2 separate regions of the Oryctolagus cuniculus genome follow, and region 2 is linked to region 1. Evidence: chromatin contacts called from public Micro-C data. All regions are on one chromosome and are shown on one strand. The core of a region is the stretch at or near the end of the contact, and the rest is flanking DNA. Distances in the headings are between cores, read along the strand shown.

Region 1 (3,213 bases), core at 293-2,792:
AATATCAATTGCCTTGAACATTTGTGGTATTGTAAACGTTCTTGTCTGTTGTTTCTAAATCGCTTAAGCCATACATTCTCTTAAATAGGGATTGTTTTGTTTTGTTCCTTTCCAGCAGCCTTTTTCTGCATTGTCTGTTACGGTTAATACTTCATAGGTTTTAGAAATTGAAAAGTTCTCGCGAGATTTTATTTTCTTGAGCTCATCACACTTGACTCTTGTATGATACGTGATTTGTCATAAAAGATAGCAAGCCTTTCACTACTTCACTGAGTAAACACTGTGATTCTGCAGAGCGGATTCAGTGGGCTTTCTAGTATTTTCTTCTGTTATACGGTGCCCACCACCTTAGGGCACTAAAATACTAGCGGATGGAAAGTTAAACACTATTGTTTTGATGTTTATGAATAATAAGATTACAGAGTATTCGATTTTTGTTGTCAGTATATTAAAGCAATTTTTGCATTGATAAATGTTCTCTAGGAATGTGACTGCATACATCAGGTGTGAACTCTTGTAAATGAATTTTGTATCTTGATCCACATATATATTAAGTGTATCATCAATATAAAAATAAACATTATTTGCTTAAACTTTTTGGTACTTCAGAACTGCTGACGGTTTAAGAGGTAAGCTGTTAGGGTTTGCCTCCTTCAGCTGGCACCCCAGATGCTGCCAACTGTTTGGGGTTTGCAGATTCGAGGCTTCTTACTCTAGCTGGTATATCTCTTTAGAGCCCTGGGCTTCACACACCCCCACCCCCACCCCACCCCCGCCTTTCTCCTGGTGGTCAGACTGGAAGAATCAGGTGCACTGGCTGGCGGTGGGGCTGGGGCAGGATTCGACACCTGACCTAGGATACTGATGGGCACTGTGGCCACGCACAAGGCACTTGCACCCTTTAGACTTTCCTCACGTGTTAAAAGGAGGCGGCCCATCAGTAGTGGATACTGAGATTAATACAGCGGGCTGCCCCCAGCGGATTTTTCAAACGCCAACCAGATCCGAGTACTTTCAGAACAAGGGCAGAGTTCTGGAAGCTTCTCCCAGGTGCCGTTTACACGTGTGCTGGGTTGCGATGGAAAAGGTAGCACCTACAGTTAAGGCACAGACAACAAAAGTTGAAACGCCACTCACATCGCCAAGATCCCAGAACTAGTCTCTGCAGCCCCAGGGTTCCCGGGATCACCCAGACACAGTGACCAGGCAGCTGCGCGGCGCGCGGCGGGGCTGGCGCCAGGCGGCCATGGCCCGGGGTTTCCATCCAGCCCGCGGCACACAGCGGGTCTTCCCTTTGCCACGAGGCTCCTCCCACTTCCTCGACTCTACACCAACCCCGTTCACAAAGACAGGTGAAACGACGCATTTGTCACCCACGGGGCTGGCCGGCCGCTGACGTGGCGAGTCCGCCTGAGGGAGCGCCAGGCCCGGCGCCCGCGCCCTCCAGGCGTTCCGGCCCAACCGCCGCCCCAGAGCTCGCGCGCGCGCCGCGGAGGGCACGCGGGCGCATGCGCGCGGCGGCCCAGCCCCGCGCGCAGCCACTTCCGGCGCGCCGGGGGACGTGCGGTTCCGGGTCGCTGCTCCGGCTCCGCGGCTGGCGGTGGGGGCTGGTGACGCTGGTCGGCGCTCGCGAGAGGCCCCGGAGGCGGTGCTCTGCCGGGTGCCCACAGAGCGGCAGGTGCGCGACCCGAAGCTCCGGGGATTGGAGCCGCCCCTCGCCCCCATTCTCCCGGTGTCCTCGGTCTGTCCCCAAGCGCCCCGGACGGGGTTGCCCGAGACCCTAGGCGGGGGGCGGTACCTGGGGACTGGGAGGGCGAGGATGGGGGCGGAGGCGGGCTGCCCCGGCCTGGGGGGCTGGCGCCTCGGGTCCTGAGATTCCTCCCTGCGCGACCTTGGACACGTCCCTCCTCGCCAGTGGGCTTCAGTTTCCCTGCTTCCAGATGAGAGAGACGTCGGCTGCTAGCCCTGGCAGTGGGAGCACCGGCGGGGCTGGCGGGGGCTGAGGGAGTGGGCTCCCAACTGCCTGGCAGCGCCCTGCCCGCCATCCTGGGCGTCAGCATCTTCTTTCTTTTAAAAAAAAAATTTTTTTTTTAAACCTAACTTTGCCGTCCTTCCTCTCAGCGACTGTCTTAGGCGTCCGTGACCAGACAGCCCAGGGTCTGGCCAGGTAAACAGTGTGTGAGGGCCAGAATCAGCTGAGAGCTAAGCCGGCTCTGGAAAACCGGAACTCGCGTTGCAGTTTGGCTCAGGGCTGCCTAGAAGTGAATTTAGACACTGACTGCGTTGAGCGACTCCAGCTCTAGGGAGATTCCAGACTGTAGGAGACCAGCGTGAGCGAGGGGAGCCCGCCTGGAGTCGGGCAGTGACAGGTTTTCCCTCCCCGACTTAATTCTTCCCTTGCACTCATCTCCCACCACCGCCCCCCAAGATTCTGGCTTTGTACTTGAAACATACCCAACGTGTTTCATCTTGGTCTTCGTGAGAGCTTTGACCTGCCGGCCGTCTTAACCGGGTGAGTAAGGACATTGCAGGGAGAGCTTCCGATGAACTGTAGGGGTTTCACAGGTGATCCCAGGCGGTAAGAGTCATTTGTAGGTCTTAGAGCAGAGCTTGAACAGCGTCCACAGGCCGTGGAAAGTTAAGGCTGGACCCAGAACAGCCATGCTTCAGACCGTGTTGGAAGGAAAAGGTGCTTGGATATCATGTGAAACACTGAGAAGGAAAACTGTGATTTGAGGTCATTTTTTCAGACTCAAACCACACATTTCCAGGAACAGTTTAAGAATGATCATAGTAGAATCTTCTGGCTTGCTTGGTTTTTTTTTTTTTAAGTGATGAGCTTTCTGCAGACCACAGGGAACATAAAATGTTACATCTTTTCCTCTTACTGAGTTACATATGTTTTCTGCCTTCATCTTAAAAAAAACACACACACACACACACACGCTAGTTAAGCTTATTATTACAGGAAGGATTCAGAAGCGTTCAGTCATGCTTATATGATGTTAGTGTTTGACCTGGGAACTTTTACTAAATGTGTCATATGCCATAGCCACTATGGTCTAATTAAGAAGAACAAAAGTAGGGCCTGTGAGTCAGAGTTCGGTGCCCAGATCCCAGCCCTGCCGCTTAGCCACACAGTCTTTGATAGGTTGCTTCACCTTGAGGCTGGATTTCCTCATCTGTGTGTCCATATAGAAAGCAGCCAGGGCC
Region 2 (3,302 bases), core at 523-3,022, 170 kb before region 1:
GGATCCAAACACTTGGGCCAGTACTGGTTGCTCCCAAGCTGTGTGTAAGCAGGACGGTGGAGTTAGAAGCAGAGGCAGGACTCATACCTACGCACTCTGATATGGAGTGTAGTCCCAATTGGCATCTTCAACTTGCCAAGCAGCTGTCCGTCTTGCAGCTTTTTAAATTACAATTCATTGTGGAAGGAAATGTTAAATGGGAGATGGGATAACTGGGGAGGATTAAAAAGAGGGAGTGTAAATTTAATATGGGCTGGAATAATGGGTTGTATGTATCTTACAGAGTAAGAACACAGAAGCAGAGGTTACCAGAACTTGGACACATCACGAGGATAACACTTGAGGGTATTCAGTGGGAGGACGAATAGCTTCGGAGAGTTGGCCAATGACAGAAGATGTTGAAGAGCAGGCAGAGAATTTTAATATCTTACGAGCCTCCCCATTGGTTGACAAATTATCCTGGACTTCTCTCTCTGTGGCTTGATAATATAGGTAGAAACACTTGTTTGGGGTGGGGGTTGAAGCAAACAGTGTCATAAAATTAATTTGGGGGACCAATGGAGATTCAGCAACATTTTTCCTTATCAAAGCTGTGTAAGTGGTCCCAGCACAGTTTGCCATCAGTATTTGTAAGAGGAAGGCCATGTTACTATCAGACACAAAAATAACCATCTCAAATAAAGGGCAGCCTTTTTGTGGAAAAATATCCTAATTTTTTGCCATTTATGGATATATGAAAGATTTATCCCTTGGCTGTTGATGTGTATTCTAGGCATTCACATCAGAAAAAATATTTTCTAATGGTAATGTCTTAGGAGAAACTCAGGCTGCCTCCCAGACCCAAATAGATGATGAGAACCTACCAATGAAAAACCGTATTCAGGAATAGGGCTGTTGAGAGGCTTCACCACCTTAGAGAATTTGCTGATATCTTAGCTGTGCCTTATACTTACAAGGCTAGCCTTGTTAAAGTAGAAAAAGGTAGCTAGTACTGTGCTTATGTATTGGTAATTTTGCATGAAATTTATTTTAAAATTAACTAGAACTTAACCATTATCTGTAGTGTCACAGGATGGTTAGCACACACCCAGGCATCAATTTTGTTTTGGCCTTCCAAAATGAGACATGTTGCTTTTAATTATGGCATCAATTCTGTTTGCAGTGTTGATTTTTAATTCATGATGATTTAAAAAAAAAAAAAATCTTGCATTCTTCAAAGCCTGCACCCAAACTGGGGATCTCTCCTGCGGAGGACTGAGCATCCAAACTGCTTTATTTTGGTGGATTCTTACAGCTTTATGTCTGAATCTTCTATGAGGGTTAGCTGTGAGCTGCGAGACCATTTCAGCAAGCTGTAGAGACAAGAGACCGCATTTGAGGTGGTTCAAAAAGAAAGCTCGTTTGGGAGAAGTGCCTCACTGTCGCACCTGTCAGAGGAATTTTTGGAAACTGCATTGCTTGACTTTTGGTCCTGGCGTGGTGCAGAGGTGGGAGGCGCTAGCAGGTGTGTGGGATGAATGACGCAGAGCCCCCCAAAGAACCTGCGGGCAGGTGTTTTGCGCCAGACTTGCAGATCCTACTTTCCGGCGCACGGTGGCGCTCAGGTCTTCTCCGGTCCCGCTAGCAGCCTCTAAGGCACCTCTGCTGCCACCTGCAGTCTCAACCAAACCTGTGGGTAGGCGGCGCGGAATGTGACAGCTCTAGCGCCCAATCGGCTGCGAGGCTTTCGGCCACACTAAAGCCCCAGCCAATGGGAGCCGAGGAGAGGCGCGGAGGAGGCGGGCCCTGCGGCAAGTCTGGCAGAGGCGCGAGGCCCTCCTCCCGCCTCTCCGCCTACTCCAGCCTCCGCCGCCTCAGCTTGCCGAGCGAGCCCTGCGGCCGCCGGAGCATCTCCCGCGGCGGAGCCGGAGCCGGATGGTCAGAGGAGCCCGGCAGCCCCAGCAGCCGCGGAGTCGCCTGGCCCCAAGGTGGGGCGGGAGCCGGGCGGAGGCCGGGGTTGGGGATCGGGCGGGGGCGAGGGCGCGGGCCCAGGGGCAGCGACTCGGGGCGCCGACACCGGAGGGCTGGGGGCGCCGAGGGCCGGGGGCGCGGGCTGAGCGGCGATCGCATCCTGGAGGCCGGGCGAGGGGCGTGCGGAGGAACGGGCGCCGAGAGCTGCGGCTGGTGGCGCGGGGCCGGGAAGGGCAGGGCGCGCGCCCCGCGGAGGGGCCGTGGAATGCGGGGGGCGCGGGGCCTGGAGGGGCGGGGCCCGGAGGGGCCGTGCACGGGCGGGAGGGGGTGGGCGCGGGAGAGCGGAGGCTGGGGGGATTGCGGGGGTGACGCGGCAGACAATGAGGCGGTGGAGGCGGCTGGTTTGGGGGAGCTGGGCTGTGACGAACAGAGGCTGGGGATGGGGTGACGGACCCGGAGGCTGCGCGGGCGCTGGGGGGACGGGGCGTTCGTCGGGTCGGGTCCCGGCGGGTGCAGGGCCCAGCTCGGCTCTTGGACGGGAGTTGGAGTTACCGTCTTATTTGTTTGCTCTGTAGACTGACTGGCACAGTGGAGAAACCACCTCGGAAACGGAAAAGCAGGTAAGGCGAGAGCGCCTTCCTCTGTGGCTTCGTGTGTCCCTGGTCGCTTGGCCGCACCTGTGCCGTCCTGCATGCTTGCACAGTCAGTGGATGAAGTTTTCTATTTGGCCCGCAAGGTTTTTCTTTTGAGGACTTAAAATTGCTGCCTCTACACTTTTTTTTCCTGCCTAGAATAAGGTGGGAAACATGGAGAATTGAGAAATCCTATTTTTATTTATTTTTTTTACTTTAGTCATAATTTCAACTTCTGGGACAGGTGTTTGGCATACAGTGAAGACATCCACACCCCCTTGTCAGAGTGCATGGGTTTGAGTCCTGGTTCTGCTTCCGCTCCAGCCACCTGCGATTGCACAGCCTGGGAGGCAGCGGGGGATGGCTACAGAGTGTGTGTCCTCGGCACCCATGTGAGAGACCCAGACTTAAGGGCTTTGTCCTGGCCCAGCTCTGGCTGTTGCAGGCATTGGAATGATCTCTCTTTCTCCCAGCCTTCTGCCTAAATAAAAATGAAAAAAAATTAAAAAGCCAAGATCATATATCATATAGCGTATTCTGAAAAAATTTTCCACTTCTCCATCATGTTTGAAAAGCTGGTGTTTATGTGCCAGATACTATGTGCAAGTCATTATATGTACTTCCTGTAATCCTCAAAGCATTGCGAGTGTGCAGTGTATTGTGTCACCCAGGGACTGAGGCCTAAGATGTCAGTATTTGGCCAAGATCACACATTTAATA

Evidence for each region. Hi-C and Micro-C count contacts between places; a contact is called where the count stands out from the background.
Region 2: a contact with region 1 is called in a Micro-C map of ear pinna, with 4 times the contacts expected there. The contact joins the promoter of SCAI here to the promoter of GOLGA1 in region 1. A contact is called at or near these places in 3 of 6 Hi-C or Micro-C datasets (ear pinna, psoas muscle and an unstated tissue).

Annotation. Positions count from the first base shown.
Region 1 is chr1:228,795,184-228,798,396 of mOryCun1.1, reverse strand. GOLGA1 (golgin A1) reads left to right here and starts at 1,542. Exons shown (of 23, transcript XM_070056814.1): 1 at 1,542-1,678; 2 at 2,429-2,512. SCAI (suppressor of cancer cell invasion) reads left to right here. Exons shown (of 16, transcript XM_070056861.1): 16 at 1-593.
Region 2 is chr1:228,962,849-228,966,150 of mOryCun1.1, reverse strand. It overlaps SCAI (suppressor of cancer cell invasion), which reads left to right and starts at 1,772. Exons shown (of 16, transcript XM_070056861.1): 1 at 1,772-1,967; 2 at 2,526-2,570. The coding sequence starts at 1,915.